2 separate regions of the Gossypium hirsutum genome follow, and region 2 is linked to region 1. A link is a contact called in public Hi-C data. All regions are on one chromosome and are shown on one strand. Each heading gives the region's core, a stretch centred on a gene start, on an enhancer-like site or on the middle of the called end of the contact. The rest is flanking DNA. Distances are from core to core; before and after follow the strand shown.

Evidence for each region. Hi-C and Micro-C count contacts between places; a contact is called where the count stands out from the background.
Region 2: a Hi-C map of leaf shows a contact between it and region 1, with 5 times the contacts expected there. The contact joins the promoter of LOC107887198 here to the promoter of LOC107887196 in region 1. A contact is called at or near these places in 7 of 34 Hi-C or Micro-C datasets (callus, hypocotyl and leaf).

The regions. Positions count from the first base shown.
Region 1 is chrA03:49,095,033-49,102,557 of Gossypium_hirsutum_v2.1, forward strand. LOC107887196 (leucine-rich repeat extensin-like protein 3) reads right to left here and starts at 1,434. Exons shown (of 3, transcript XM_016811364.2): 1 at 1,292-1,434; 2 at 1-746. The coding sequence starts at 1,358.
Region 2 is chrA03:49,496,797-49,504,506 of Gossypium_hirsutum_v2.1, forward strand. LOC107887198 (E3 ubiquitin-protein ligase PRT1) reads left to right here and starts at 5,143. Exons shown (of 7, transcript XM_016811368.2): 1 at 5,143-5,407; 2 at 6,231-6,259; 3 at 6,337-6,516; 4 at 7,050-7,430; 5 at 7,516-7,680. The coding sequence starts at 5,232.

The DNA of each region.
Region 1 (7,525 bases), core at 184-2,683:
ATAGGAAGTATGTGCAAAGATGGTGTCAGGCTGAAAACATGGACCACTAGGTTGAATTGAATCACAATCCGCCCCGGATGCACACGCATAGTTCATTGCCTCTTGCATGATTGGGCCAGGCACTGATGGCTTAGCCACACACCATAATGCTGTGGTTGGAGCCCTATTGGGAGGTGGTAGAACCGTTGGGGGTGGGTATACAATTGGCGGTAGAAACTCTGGTGGGCTTGGATTAAACCCAAACGGTGATGGAACATTATATGGTGGGGTCAGCTCGTAATAGGGCGGGCTCAATACTGGCCCCGATGGGCTTGGTATGTAACCTGCTGGTGTTGGTATTGCTTGTGGAGGGCTTGGAAAAATACTAGGTGGGTTCGGGACTATTCCGGGTGGGCCTGGAAATATAATCGGCGGGTTTGGAACTATTCCGGGTGGGCTTGGTGGTGGGCCAAGAGGAGGAAAGTTGTAAAAGGGAGAGGGTGGGGAAGGTGAGGTTCCAATTGGAGGTTGAGGGGTATTTGGAGGGTTAACACAGTAAGGATGTGAATTTTCAGGGGGCAAAGAATCAAATGGTGGCAAAGAAAATGTTGAGCTTACTCCATAAGGTTGAGTATTTAACGTATCAGTGGGTTGTTCAATCACTAAACTCATAAGTTTACTCATTAGCTCTAAGTTCTTTGTGTGCTTTATGATTGAATTCCTTTGATGTTTTGGACCTTTGATATGTTCCATTGATTTTCTTGCGTCTGCCCAATAAACAACTGTTAGATTTACATTTAATCATCCCAAAACATTTTTGCCCTTCCCCAAGAATATATATCACCCTGAATAAATGAAAAGATTGCAAATGTTGGGGTTTAAAACAACTAAGCTTATAATACCAATACTAGAGCATAAACATGGCATGACTACTTAATGTCTCACATTTATACAACAAAATAGAAATATTCGTTTACTGAGGAAGACATAATTACATGATGCGAGTTTGTATATTCATTAGAGGCGAAGCAAACTAAATATACTCCATGCAACATTTGGACTGTGAAAAACTAAAACAATGGAATACTTTTACCCACCTCTAGTACTAGGGGCATGGCCTTGTCATAAGGGTAAAATATTAATATTACAAATCTTTTTAAAAATAATAACATTGTAGGTTAATGCAATGATATAATTACATTTAATTCTAAAAAAATTATAATTTTATTTTGATCCCTCTTTGGATTTGCCCTACTGACATGGTAAAAATGAGAACTTAAATAAAACAATAATGTAGCAGAAATCAGCTTACCGCAATGCACGAAAAGAGTGGCCGCCATTGTTGAAAAGAGAAGGTACATGCAAAGCCTGTTTTCCATGATTCAATTTCAGCAATGCCAAATCACTCAAAGACTATTCAAAGAGCAGAAGACTGATATTGAGACATATATGAAGGCAACCAAAGGAGACAACTGTGTATGTTGGCCATTAAAGATTTGATTCGTGAGTATCTACCTTTATTGTAACTTGGATGTAAATGACATATTTGTTTAGATTAGGAAAAAATTAACATTTAAATTTAATTTGTTTAATATTTTAAAATTTGACTCCAATGACAAGCCAACACATTATTGAAAAATTTTAATTTTGAATTTAAGCTTGAAGCATAAATAATCGACTTTAGATCGGAGCATGAGAATTAAATCTTATTTTTTACTAATCGAGTGAGTTCGAGTAATTTGGTTTTTATCTTGAACCAAGTTTAAGTTTTTAAAGTTTAACTTGAGAGATCTCGAATTTGGAATTAAACTCGAGCTCGGCTCGAGTTAATTATGTAAATGAGTACTTACTTAGAAATATAAATATGAAGAATAATATAAAGAGATTAAAGAATAATATAAAGAGATTAAAGGAAATTGTTCACTTTGATCTAACTTAAAAATTTCATGTTGTTGATGCAAATTTGGCATATATGCTTGCTTTCATATTGGGAAAAATCAAAGTGAAGGTTTTTGGTTGCGCTTTTGTCTTGCTTGCTTTCTACTCAAAGCTCTCACTTTCTCACAATTTTTATGATTTGAATCATCCTGAGAATTGGATTATGATGAGTTTTAAATATGAAAAATGAATAAATGATAGTTTAATTGTATATATATTTATATTTGAATGTAAATCCGAAAAAATATAAAAAAGAATAAGTGCTTTTAAAATTAAGAGTCCAAATGATAATTAATCAAAGATGAAGCTGAGATTTTGCCATTGGGAGGGAGGATTAAGCTTTGTGCAAAGCATTTTTTTTTTTGGTATGTTGAACATACCCTGTTGGACCCTCTCTATAAAAGTCTTCACTAATTGGAATATTAGAATGAAAAAGGCAGTTTTACAACTGTTTTTTTTTCCTCTTAGAAAGTTTTACGACTGATGAGATCGTAAAAATGTGCCCTTTTGCTGCATATTTTAGCATAATATTTATTCAGAGCAAAAAAAAAAAAAAAAAGCATCGATGTAACGTGTCATACTGATGCATCAACATGATTACTTGCCCTTCTATATGGGCATCAGTTTGGGGTAAGTAGAGACCAAGCTAGTAACTTTACGCAAAGGGACTTAAGATAAAATTATTAAATTTTGGTTTAATTAATGTATCATTTATGTATATTTTACTGTTTATAAAGATTAAAAGTTGGTGATTCTTTCTCTTAATAATGTTATATCTAAATATCTAAAGTTCAAATTTAAATTTTTTGCTTGAAAATGTAATGTACTTTACTATGCACTCAATATTTTTCTTTTTATAAAATTACTTAAAAAAATTTTAGATTAAAAACTTAATTATAAAAAAGGGTAAAAAATACAAATTTTCTGATAAGCTAAAGGATTAAATATTAATTTATTGATATTTGAGAGGTGATAAAAATGAAATATATTCTTTTAATTAAGGAAAAATGAAACTCTTATTTTAACTTTTAAGATAAAATACCGAATATGACGAAATTATAATTAATCACTTTGAATATAAAATAATGTAAATTTTCAATGCCTCAACCTTGTTATGGTTTATTTGGACATAAAGATTAGAGAAGATATGCTTTTCTAATGTCATCATCTTCCATGAAAAGACTAAATGATAATCTCAGTGCTTCTACAAAAGAAGCAAAAAAAAAAAAAATCAAAAATTATATTCTCTAATCTTGAAAGCCAAAAGAAAATTCAGCATAAACGTGAGGAGCATGGAGATGATATGGTGAGGTAGATAAAATTATCATTATAATAATAAGAAAGAATGAAGACATGAATTAATGCAAGGGTGCCTAAGTTGCAAGAATAAAAGTTTATAATGCATTGGAGAAAGCAATGAAGCATGTGGAACAATGAGTTAGCTCCAGAATCAAACCACGCAAAGAAGTAATAAATAAAGGATGGGGGATTAAGAAAGAATGTACTAAATCAGGGAAGAAGACTTTGCTTCTAGAATATTTGCCTACCTATTCTTTAGGTCATCTTCACTTCTTTATACTTGATAGTGCTACCCATCAGAATATATTCCTTGCCCTTGCATCGTATAATCCTTGAGGATCATTGACTTGGTTTTCTTTCGTCGTCTCTTTAGTATATTCTTGGTGTACTTCAGTGCCCTCTCGCAATGTACTATCTTCATTCATCACGTTACTTGTCCTCAAGGTTCCAAGTGTTGGGTTATATCCACTTAAGCTTTGTATGATTTTTAGTGTAATAATATGAGAAAAAAATTATCTATTATATATGTATTGTAATAGTTAGATATTAAATAAAGAATAGTTAGTACAATTTTAAACTTGAAATCAGAAAGATAAGTAACAACTCTTATAAAAAATAAGACATTTTCAAAATAAGCGAAAATTTTTCCTTCTCTTTGCTAAAAACAAGTCACAGGAGTAGCTAAATATTACCAATTGAATTACTTTATCGTTAACCCATATACTTTATTGTTATAAATCACTGTAATATTTTGAAATGATTGATTAAAATTTTCACATGTTTATTCATTATACTTTGTACGGATATTCTTATTGGTTTTGCATGAAATACAAATGGTTTAAGTAAATATTTACTCATTGATTATTTGAGGTTTAACTAACATTGACTTGCATGATAAAGATTGTTTTGTAATATAGAAAACAACTTATGTTAGAAGGTAGTCTAAAAAGTCCATGAGTTCATGATGAGAAAATGACTCATGTTAGGACTATTATGTTGTCTATATAAGTCTAACTAGGGAGATAAGTTACTAATATGATCTCGCCTAGGTGATGATTTGAGTCGTATTAGTTGCCCGATCGTAAAGTCAAGAAGTTCCGTTCCAATTGAAGTAAGCTGAAATTGGTTAAGATTAGGCTTTAAACAAAAGGACTTGAAGTATTTTAGAAATGATAAGTATATGGTTTCGATTAACAAGAAATAAGGTTATATTTAAGTTGATGAATGTGGATGGAATAGAAAGGCTCAAGGTTGAAGAATGAACCAATACTATATACAGTATTGACCCGAGACTTATAAAAACACTTGAGATGGCAAATGATAGAACCTTGATCCACTATCTATAAGGAGATAGGAACCAAAGGTATAAGGATGAACGCTACACTTGGTTTAGAAGTAATGAGTTCAAAGAAATAGGGTGACGCCACTAGCTAGGCTAGATAAGTCAAGCTGAGTCTTAAAAGAACAAAGAGAGTTGAATTAAACTCACAATGTTATAAACATCCATAAAAGGATAAGAGGTATTTTGTCTAAATTGTCTAACCAGCAAATGATTACAAAAAAAACTATTTATAAGCCCTAAAATGCCTATTGAAAATCAGCTACTAATGTGTTCACACAACCTTTAATATGTTCACACTTAATAATAAATTTCGGTTCATGAATTGGCATATTCATGCTTGAGCCGAATAGTCACATTCCTCCCTCTTGGTGCGTACATGTATTCTTAGTCAAGAAGTATTCTTTATGTTCCATGGATGTGCAGCCCTCAATCTACCTTTATTCCCTCTTAGATGAATGCTAGGTGCATGAAACATGCATCTCCTTTAATTGAGATATTTATGGCGTCTTGATCAAATAAAGGGCAGCTTGTATTTAATTGGTTTATTCCCTATTCTTAATGCATGGGTGTGCTAGTACATTGGCTGGATTAATGAGGCTTGAATCCCTTAAATATTATACATGAATTCTCCCATGTACGAAGTAATTGATCAGCCAAATAAGATGCGAATATGATTTAATTCCCCTTGGATAGCCGAATAGGCAGCAACCATTTTTAATGCTGTTGTAGCTCATGAATAGCCCTCAATGTAAACATATGTATTCTGTTGGACACTTGGTGTGAACTCAGCTTCTAGCTGAATGGTCAAGTGTGAAAACACTTGAATTTCTTTTGTAAAAACAAACAGCCTTCTTGGAGCAAGTTGATGCATGAACATTGTTGTTCAATATGCTAAATTAATTTATCATCTCCTCCCTTGGACGTGCATGCATTTAGGTTATGCATGAAGTGCAACCCAATGGCCACATTAAGCTTCCCAAACATCCATAGACATGAATGTTGCATGGAAGAAACAATCAGCAGCTCCACCTCCTTTTAATGCACGTCCAAGTGCATGTCTTGACCTTCAATGCTGTTCATTGCACATGCTTGCTATCCATTGAATTTTGCTTGCTAATTAGCTCCTACAAACACATTAAAACCCGTCTTAATTTTAAGAATAAAACATAATCCAACATCATTTAAGTTGTCTAAGCTTCGGACACATTAAAAGCAAATAAATTTGGCTGTAGCTAAAGCATATTAAAACAGGTATTAGACTAGGGAAAATTAATAACATGTATTAAAATAAAACACATTTATGAGCTGAAACTAAGTTAACTAACTTAGTTAAATAATTTTATTTATTCCAGCAAGTTTAGGAAGCATAAAATAAAATAAAACACTTTTGAAGGGAACCTTTCCAAAGTGCCACCTACACGAAATTTAAATGGATTAGTGACACCATGGTTTATAGGCTCAATAGAACTTGCTAAAACCTTATTCACAAATTGAACATATGAATCGGTGCCAGGATAAAAAATAGAAGTTGATTTTATCTTTCCGCAATGAATTAAGAATTGATCACGTAATCCAATCCTAGAATCAAAAATAGAAGTTGGTCTCACCTTATCACAATGAAACAAGAAATTTATTGATGGCAACCAACCAGATTCACAGGTCCTTCAAAAATTATAACCTCGGACAACAAAATTGTAGGACTCAAATCCTTTGTACAATGATATGGAATAATATTCACCGAGATCAAAGACAAGGGTTTCTTTGACCATTTCTCGTTGACTTAAATATTTCTTGACAGGCAACATGGTAGGAAAACAAAGCAAACTCAAGTTATAAGCATGCACATCATGTGCAAATCCCTTATGGCATAGCATCGAACAACCTCTAGAATAAAAAATTTGATTTTGATCTTGCAAATGCACAGAATTCACATCTTTCATTTTTGAAAAAAAAATTCGGAACACACTGAAAAGGTCTGAACATCCCGATTTTGGCCCTAGTCAAAATAGTGGTTTCAAGACTACAAATCCAAAGTAGAAATATTTTTTTATGATTTTTTTGAGATCTATGGTATGATTTTATGATTTTGTGAAAGTTTCATGAAGAAATTTTGTGAATAAGTGTCCAATTTGAATTTTAGGACTAAATTGCAAAAGTTGCAAAATTAGAGATTCTAGAAGCTTTAAGTATGAAATGGCTTTAGATTATTAATTAGAGGTCCTTAAATAGAAATTTTCCCAATTTCTATTTTTATGGACAAAAATGGGCATGCATGGGTAAAATTTTAAAGAAAGGCCTTAAGGGCATTTTTGTCATTTGGTAAATAAAATAATTAAAAGGGAAAATAAAGTGAAAATCTTGTCCATCTTCTTCAAGGTGTGCCAAAATTTCTAAGGACCATAGCTAGGGTTTTTCTTAAACTTTTCAAGCTTGAAAGTAAGTACATCCTAGCCCCGTTTTTAATGTTCATGTTTTTGAGATCCTTGAAGCATGATCTAGCTATTTTTACCATTATTTTAAGCTAGGGTTCATGTTAAAAAGCTTACCCATGTGTGTCATGCATGTATTTTGGTGTTTAATAGAAGAATCTGAAAGTTTGATGCATGATAAACATCTTTTACTGAGTGATTTTTCATAAAAACCCTTAAAAGGACCTTTTTGTAAAAGTTGTAAAAATGAGTTGTAAAAATCTGAATTGAAGGAAAATGTAGGCTATTATGAGTACGTGTTAGGTTTGGCTAGGCTTGGGTAACAAAGAAAAAGAGTACATTTCATTTTACGAGCCTAGAGACTAATTGTAAATATGTGAAAGTTTAGGGGAAAAATGACAACTTTGCCAAAATATGATTTATGGGCTGTTTTGAATAATGTGATAATTAAATAAGTGAAATTTTCTATTATAGATCAAGAAAAATGGAGTCCGGGATCTTGGACTAAATCGAATTAATTGTCCATATTTTGTACCGA
Region 2 (7,710 bases), core at 3,893-6,392, 410 kb after region 1:
TAGGAAAATTTACAAAAAAATTCAGTGACTATATGCCTAAGTTTATCAACAATAGCAATCATAGAAAAAATTACAAAAGTTAATTTGCCTAAGTTAATAAATCAGTAGAAGGCAAATTTACACTATTTCAAAAAGTTAACAAAATAAGGTTTGTTCACAATGTCATCATCGGTCTGTCATAGATGACTCTTGAGTAGGAGATATCCATCTAAAGGTGATTTGTTTCCTCTTAAATGGGAGCTTTTCTCTTGGGGTAGCATCTTTTTGGTGAGTTGGGGCAGTTTGTAACTGAGTTGGGATAGCCTATTGAGTTGGGATACTCTCTTACTGATTTGGGGTAGCTTGTTACTGAGTTGGGGCAACCACTTGGTTGTGAACACCAACTTTATGTCTTTTGACCTACAGGAACAAGTGAAATCTGTCAAAAAAATTCATAAATAGAAGTCATATAACTTAACTTAAGGGAAATGACTTACTGGAATGTTTTGGCCAACTTTCTATTTGCAACTCCTCTTATTGTGGCCTATCCTTTTGCATTTACTACACCTCATGTCCAACCCTCTCTTGCTCAACCTTTATGTTGTTTATGGTTCATCAGGTTCTTTCCTTCTCACCTTAGTAGGTTTGCTAGGTGTCCTTCTCAGTACAGAAGGCAGTATTGGCAACATGTTTGAAAAAGAGACCCATTGTTTAAGACCCTTTATTAGCCTTATAAAGTTGGAGTAAATTTGAAGCCGAGTTTGCTTGGTGTACCAAGTTTGTACATAGGTCTCTGGGAACTCATCTTTTAGATGAATGATAGCCAGTGCATGCATGCAAAGGATGCTAGTGATATCCTAATTCTTCAAGGAGCATGAATTCTCAACTAGGTCCACCACATGCTGGCTTCCTGGACCACATTCAACCTGATACCTGTCCCCACCAGTATGTGATAGAACACACCTAAAAAACAGTCACCATGCTTGGTTAAAAAACAATCACTAAAACAATATTGTGAGTAGCCCCACCAACAACCATGCATAATAAAAAATAGTCAACAGCATGTGACCATCCCCACGAACAATCACTGTATACATATTAAAAAAATAGTCATACATACATGTACCTAAAAAACAGTCACTGCATGCATAGTAAATAGTCATACACACCAACAATCACACACACACACACACACACACACACACACACACACACACACACACACACACACACACACACAAACACACACACACCCCCCCACACACACACACACACACACCTAAAAAATAGTCACTGCATGTATATTAAAAACAACATATGATCATCTCCACCAACAATTATACATAGACAAATTAAAAAACAATGCACGCATATTAAAAAACACTCACTAAAACAATATGTGACCGGTAACATAAAGTCAAAATAAATGTATTAGAAATATTAAAAAAGGTAACTTTACCTCAATGAATCCTTGATATTGACATCTAGCTTTTTCCTGATCTTTGGACACAATATTCCTTTCCATTTTTTAGCTTCTTCTTTCTTCTTGACAAAAAGCAACATAATTTTGTTCCTTACTGTTTCCATCATGGTTAGAATAAGGTTTCCTTTTGCTTCCAGTATCATTTACCAGTAAACAATATAAAGGATTAATGAACAACTAATTATTAGTAAAAAAACATAAAACATAGGGGTTTACCTTATTAAAGGATTCAAAAAGATTATTCACCAACATGTCAGAATGGCTCCTAATTGAGAAGTGAGACCTTGACTAGTGAGTAGGGTTCTTTTCCTTCAACTAATCATAAACATGTTGATTGGTTTTCTTAAGTTCATCCATTGTATCCTCAAAACCCCTTATAGTGCTTGATTTGGCAGCTTTCCAAGCAAATCTTTCAATTTCTTTGTTCGGAAACCAGCCTTCTTGAAATTATCATGTAGGTGTCTAACACAGTGTCTTGTTTCTTCATTAGAAAACAACATGCATATTGCTTTTAAAAGTCCCTGCAATTAGAAAAATACAATTTAATTCTTTGACAAACCCTAAACCCTAAATAGAAACAACATAAAAAATAAATAAATGGAGTTTTACCTTTTGTTTGTCAGACATGAAAAATATCTGGTATGGGCTCACAATTTCCAAGTCTATTATGAGCACCTCCAAGAACCAAAGCCATGGTGTTTGGTTTTCACTTTCGACAGCAGCATATGCAATAGGATAGATGCCATTATTTGCATCTATCCCAATAGTTGCAAGTAAGTAGCCACCACAGTAGCCCTTCAAGAAACATCCATCTAAACCTACTACCCTCCTAGAACCAGCGCTATAGCCATCTTTGCATGCTTGGAGATAGACATACATCCTTTCAAACAACCTATTATCTAGATAATAGATTGTTGTTTATCCCTAATTTTGGGTCCCAATCTCCAACAAATACTCATAAATCTTCTCATATTGAGTCTTATGAGCTCCTTCAATTAATTTTAATGCCCTAAGTTTACCCTTCCTACATTTAGCTAGTGAGACTATGCAACATAAATCTCTTTTGGCATCTTGTTGTAATGATTTTAAAGAATAATCAAGATCAGCAATGAATTTTTCTATATAATATTCACCTATCCAAACTGAGGTTACATTATTATTTTTATATACTTTAAAATAAGTATGGTTAGGGTTTGAACTCCTAATTTTCCAAGTCTGGTTAGTAGGGTCATTAGGGTTTAGTTTAGAGGTCCATATGAACCAAGAACATTTTTTACTACAGACTGTCTTTAGCCTTTTTAGATCATTTTTGGGGAACTTAATAAAACAACTATTCAACCTACCATACTGCTTGGCAGCTTCTTTTAGACTATCTTTAGACTTAAATAACATTCCAACCTTAAGTTAGGATTACTCATGTCATTCTCTAGGTCAGATTCATGTGCACTATCTAACCTTCCAAAATCATCACTATTACATAGTTCATCTACTTCTATACCATCCATGTTTAAACCATCTAAATTAACTCTTATCCTATTAGACACATCACTTTCAAATGCATCACTTCCAGACACTTCACTGCTAGACATTTCTTTTCCATTCTCATTAAAATTGTCATCGATTAAACTTGCCAAACAAATCACTCATCAATAAAAGCAGATAACATAGGCCAACACTTTAACCATTTCTGTCAGACAATAACCAATACAAAAATAATTTAATACAAACACAACCATTTCTGTCACGCACATGGCAGACAACAACCAATACAAAAATAATTTAATACAAGCACAACCATTTTTGTCATGCACATGACAGATAATAACCAAACACTTTAACCCTACACCTAGGCAATAACAGACAATAACCAGTACAATATAGAAGGTAAATAACAAATTTGATATTGCCATATACAATATAGCAGCTAGGATACAAACAATGGCAGATACAAAAAATAAACATCAATTTGATAATACCATTCATACAATGGCAGATACAAACAATAAACATCAGTTTGATACAAACAATAAACATCATGTGCATGGCATACCATACACATTATATGTCATTCGCTTTAATAACCAAACCCTCATTTATCATGCACATTAATAACAAATAAAACCCAAAATCGAAATAATCCTAAATCGAAATCGAAATCGAAATCAAAATCAAAATTAAAATCAAAATCAAAATCAAAATCAAAATTGAAATCAAAATAACCCTAAATCCAAAAAAATAAAAAACTAAATGTAGAAACTTACCCGTTAGAGTAGATGTAACAACATTGGCAGCTTCTCTTCTATTGACAATTATAGCTGAGAATAAAAAACACTGATAGGTTTCTGGTTTCGTCTTCTTTTCTCCCAAAACAAAAAAGATTAATCATTTTTAACCCTAAACCCTATTAATCGATTATCGAGTCGATTTCTAACCTTAAACCAACCTTCTTAATCAATTCCCGAATCAGTTTCAAACTTAAACCAACCCAAATCACAATCAATTTTTCCCAAATTGGTTTCCTTTCATTTTTTTTTTCACAAATCCCCTTAATCAGAACCAACTTCTAATTTTTTACCCTAAACTAACATAACCCTTCAATTTTTTCCCTAAAGCCGCTCCAAACCAAGACCTATAAGATGCTTCACCAACGTGGCAAGTTAACTTGCCACATGAGCAGTCCCGTTAGCACACTATCTAAAACTATTAATCAATGACTATTTTGTCACTTTTTTATAACGTTAGTGACTGTTTTGTCACTTTTCGAAAGTTGAGTGATTGAAATGAAACTTAGGTGACTGTTTTGTCAATTAACCCAAAGTTGAGTGACTGTTGGTGTAATTTACCCTAAATTTTAATAAGATTATTATTAAAAATAACTTAATAAAAAAATAATAAATAATTTAATCATATTTTAATATAATTATTATTTAATAAAAATAATATATAATTTAATAGTATTTTTAATATAATTATTATTATATTAAATTATATTAAAATGTTTAAAATATTTTATTTTAAATTATATTTTGAAATTAAATATTCTATATTAAATTTTATAAAATATTTCAAATATTTTATTTTTATATTTTTATATTTTCTAAGTCCAAGTTTTAAAAGACTAATTTGGAAACCAAAGAATAACTATTACGGGAAGATAAGTAATAGGGAAGTAATGGTCATTCTATTGAATGAGTATTACATTGAACCAAACAAAAATAATTTACCATTCAATGAATAAAAGGGGAATTTTATCTCATTCTCTCCAACCAAACATGGTGTAAGTTTTTATACTGGTGATACACAGCATTTTGAATGATATTAGCGAAACATAGCGAAAAATGTTGTACAAGTGAAACAAGCTGGAATTTGAGTTGAAACAAAAAGCATGCAAAAGGGTTCCGTTTTTTGGCTAGATCGGAGTGTACTGGCTGTACTGGAACAATATTAACTATTTCGGTGGAGGGACAAACCTGGTTGACAAAATACAAATTCTGGAAGCAATTAGGTTCAAAAAATATTTAGAGACCAACAAAGTACAAATGGACAAGGGGCTAAATTACATATTATCTCTTATTTAAAAAAAAAAGAAAGTCAAAATTTGACTTGAAGCCCATTATCGGTCAGGCCCAATATGCCAGCTCATAACATAAAGCAAAGGCCTAAACGGCAAAACCAAACAGCATATCTCTCCCCCGTTGTCGCCTCCCAACTTTCTAATTATATATTTATTTACTTTCCTCCCGTTTCTTTGGGTTTCAGAGGGAAAAAAATGGAGAAAGAGGAGAAAACCAATATCAATATCGATGAAACCCTAACTGAAACAAAGAAAGATGAATGTCTTGAACAACATCAACAACGAAAAGGTGAAGCGGAAGGGGAAAGGGAAGCAACCAATGATCTTCCTTCTGAGGAATTCTTCGACGAGTTCCAATGTTGCATTTGCCTGTCAGTTTTTTTTTTTATTCCTAATTACCCCTGTTTTAGTTATTTGTCTATATATATGTTATTACATGATCTTTTGGGCAATTTGTTTCGAGTTTGTCATCAGAAGTATATGTGATGTGATAGGGAAGGTAAATTAATCCGAGTATAATCTTATCCCAAGGATTTTATTTTATTTTTTAATTTTTTAAAAATCTTATTAAATGTAGTTTTTAGAAATTTAGGAATTTTAAATGCAATTTTTAGGGATATAGATAGATGCTACTTCGAATTTCCGTTAGGCATACAAGATTTAGCTGGGAGGCGATTCGGTAGATTGATATTATAGAATTGTTTATACGTAATAATTTTAGATAGGAACAAGATATTGTTAGACTTATATAAAGGTTTGAGAAAGCAAGCTTAGGTAAAGCTTGCATAGCATCTTAGTGGATATTTGATGACTGTAATTTGACCTTACCTCAGATTATTCATTTAAGTAATGAATTCTTTTAGTGGCTAGAAGAAAACATACTTGTTACAAAACTTCCAAATTTTGAATTAATATGTGGGTATCATTAATTTCTATCGCAACTCCTACTTGTTTACTTCGTTGCTGTGTTCTTCCATTTATTGTCATAACAGCATATAATTCATTCTTTTCATTATGCTTTTAATTCTTTTCTTCTGGGAATTTATTAGTGAAAAAGAATCATATATCAATCAATGAGCAGAAGTGAAGTGTTTGGTCACCGATCTTATATGGTGTACAGCATCTTGCAATTTGGGTGTACTTTTTAGTTTATCGAAGCTCTTTGTTTGAAGGTGATTTCCTTCTGTTTTTCAGGGAACTACTTTACAAGCCTGTTGTATTAGGTAAGCAAGCAATATGCTTAACTAAGTTTTGATGTGTGATTTTACCTGTAAGCTGCCTTTACATTCCATATTCGCAGCCTGTGGGCATATGTCATGCTTTTGGTGTGTCTACAATGCAATGAATCATGTTCATGAGTCCCATTGCCCCATTTGTCGGTGCCCATACAATCATTTCCCAAGTGTCTGTCAGATGCTGCATTTTTTGCTCCTGAAGCTGTATCCTGTAGCTTATAATAGAAGGGAAAGACAAGTGAGAGGTATCTTTATTCTTTCTCCTCTTCTTTAAATGCTAAAATATTTGTTAATAAATTATATGTTTTGGCTGGAAAAATTGCTTTTATCATTTTTTGGTGAATTGACTAAATCATCTTAAAGCTTTAGTGAACTTTTAAATATTTCCTGCTTGTAGAGAAGTGGTTATTGTGATACGGACATCTCTTCTACCTAGTAGCCAGAAAACAAATATTGAAATGATGAAGTTCAACATTGCTCCTAAATGCTGCAGATACTTGTACACTGTGATGATGTGAATTACCAACTAGTTGCATAGTACTAACTCGCTCCTGTAAAATCAGATTTATTATGATAAATTAGTATGAAACAGTATGTGAGGAAATTCTTACTGATGCATGGAAGATAAAACTTTTGACCAAAGTCCTTTTTGGTCATTTGAAAGACTAAAATTTGCTTCTTGTCAGGTGGAGAAACTTTTTTTCCATAGACTCTCTTCCCACCTGTCCCCACCTCTTCAAGAGTTGGAAAATGATTTATTTGTTGTTTCCTTGTTCAGAAGAAGAGAAGAGAGCTGGCCACTTCTCACTTCAGTTTGATCAAAATTTAGTTGAACCAAATCTTTGTGAGAATTCAGATATTCTGAGGAATAACAACACCTCTGCTCATCTCCAAATGGACGGGCATTCAGAAAGTTGTTCAAATATTTTGGAATCATCATCATTCAGAGATTCACCTAAAACAACTATGGAGGATGAAAATGGCATAACGAGTAATTCAGAGAGTCTTGAAGTTGATGCAATTGCTTTGAACCAAGGAAAGACTTCGCTAAGCAATGATTCTGAACGTAGAGATGAAAAGGTGGTTTCTGTTGCTGATTTACTCTGTGCTGCATGCAATAGGTTGCTCTTTCGACCAGTTGTTCTCAATTGTGGCCATGGTAGTTTATATTTCTTTCCATTTGTGTCAAAAGGATTAGAGGATATTATTGTTTACCACATGCTTTTCTCTCTTCTTTGGTGCAGTATATTGTGAAACTTGTTTTGTTATTCCAAAGGATGAAATGCTCAGGTGTCAAGTTTGTGAAAGCTTGCAACCAAATGGGTTTCCGGGTGTTTGTTTGATTCTACACGATTTCTTGGCAAAGCAGTTTCCTGAGGAATATTCAGAAAGACTCAAAGAACCCAATTGTTAGTATCCTGCTCTCAGAATTATATATG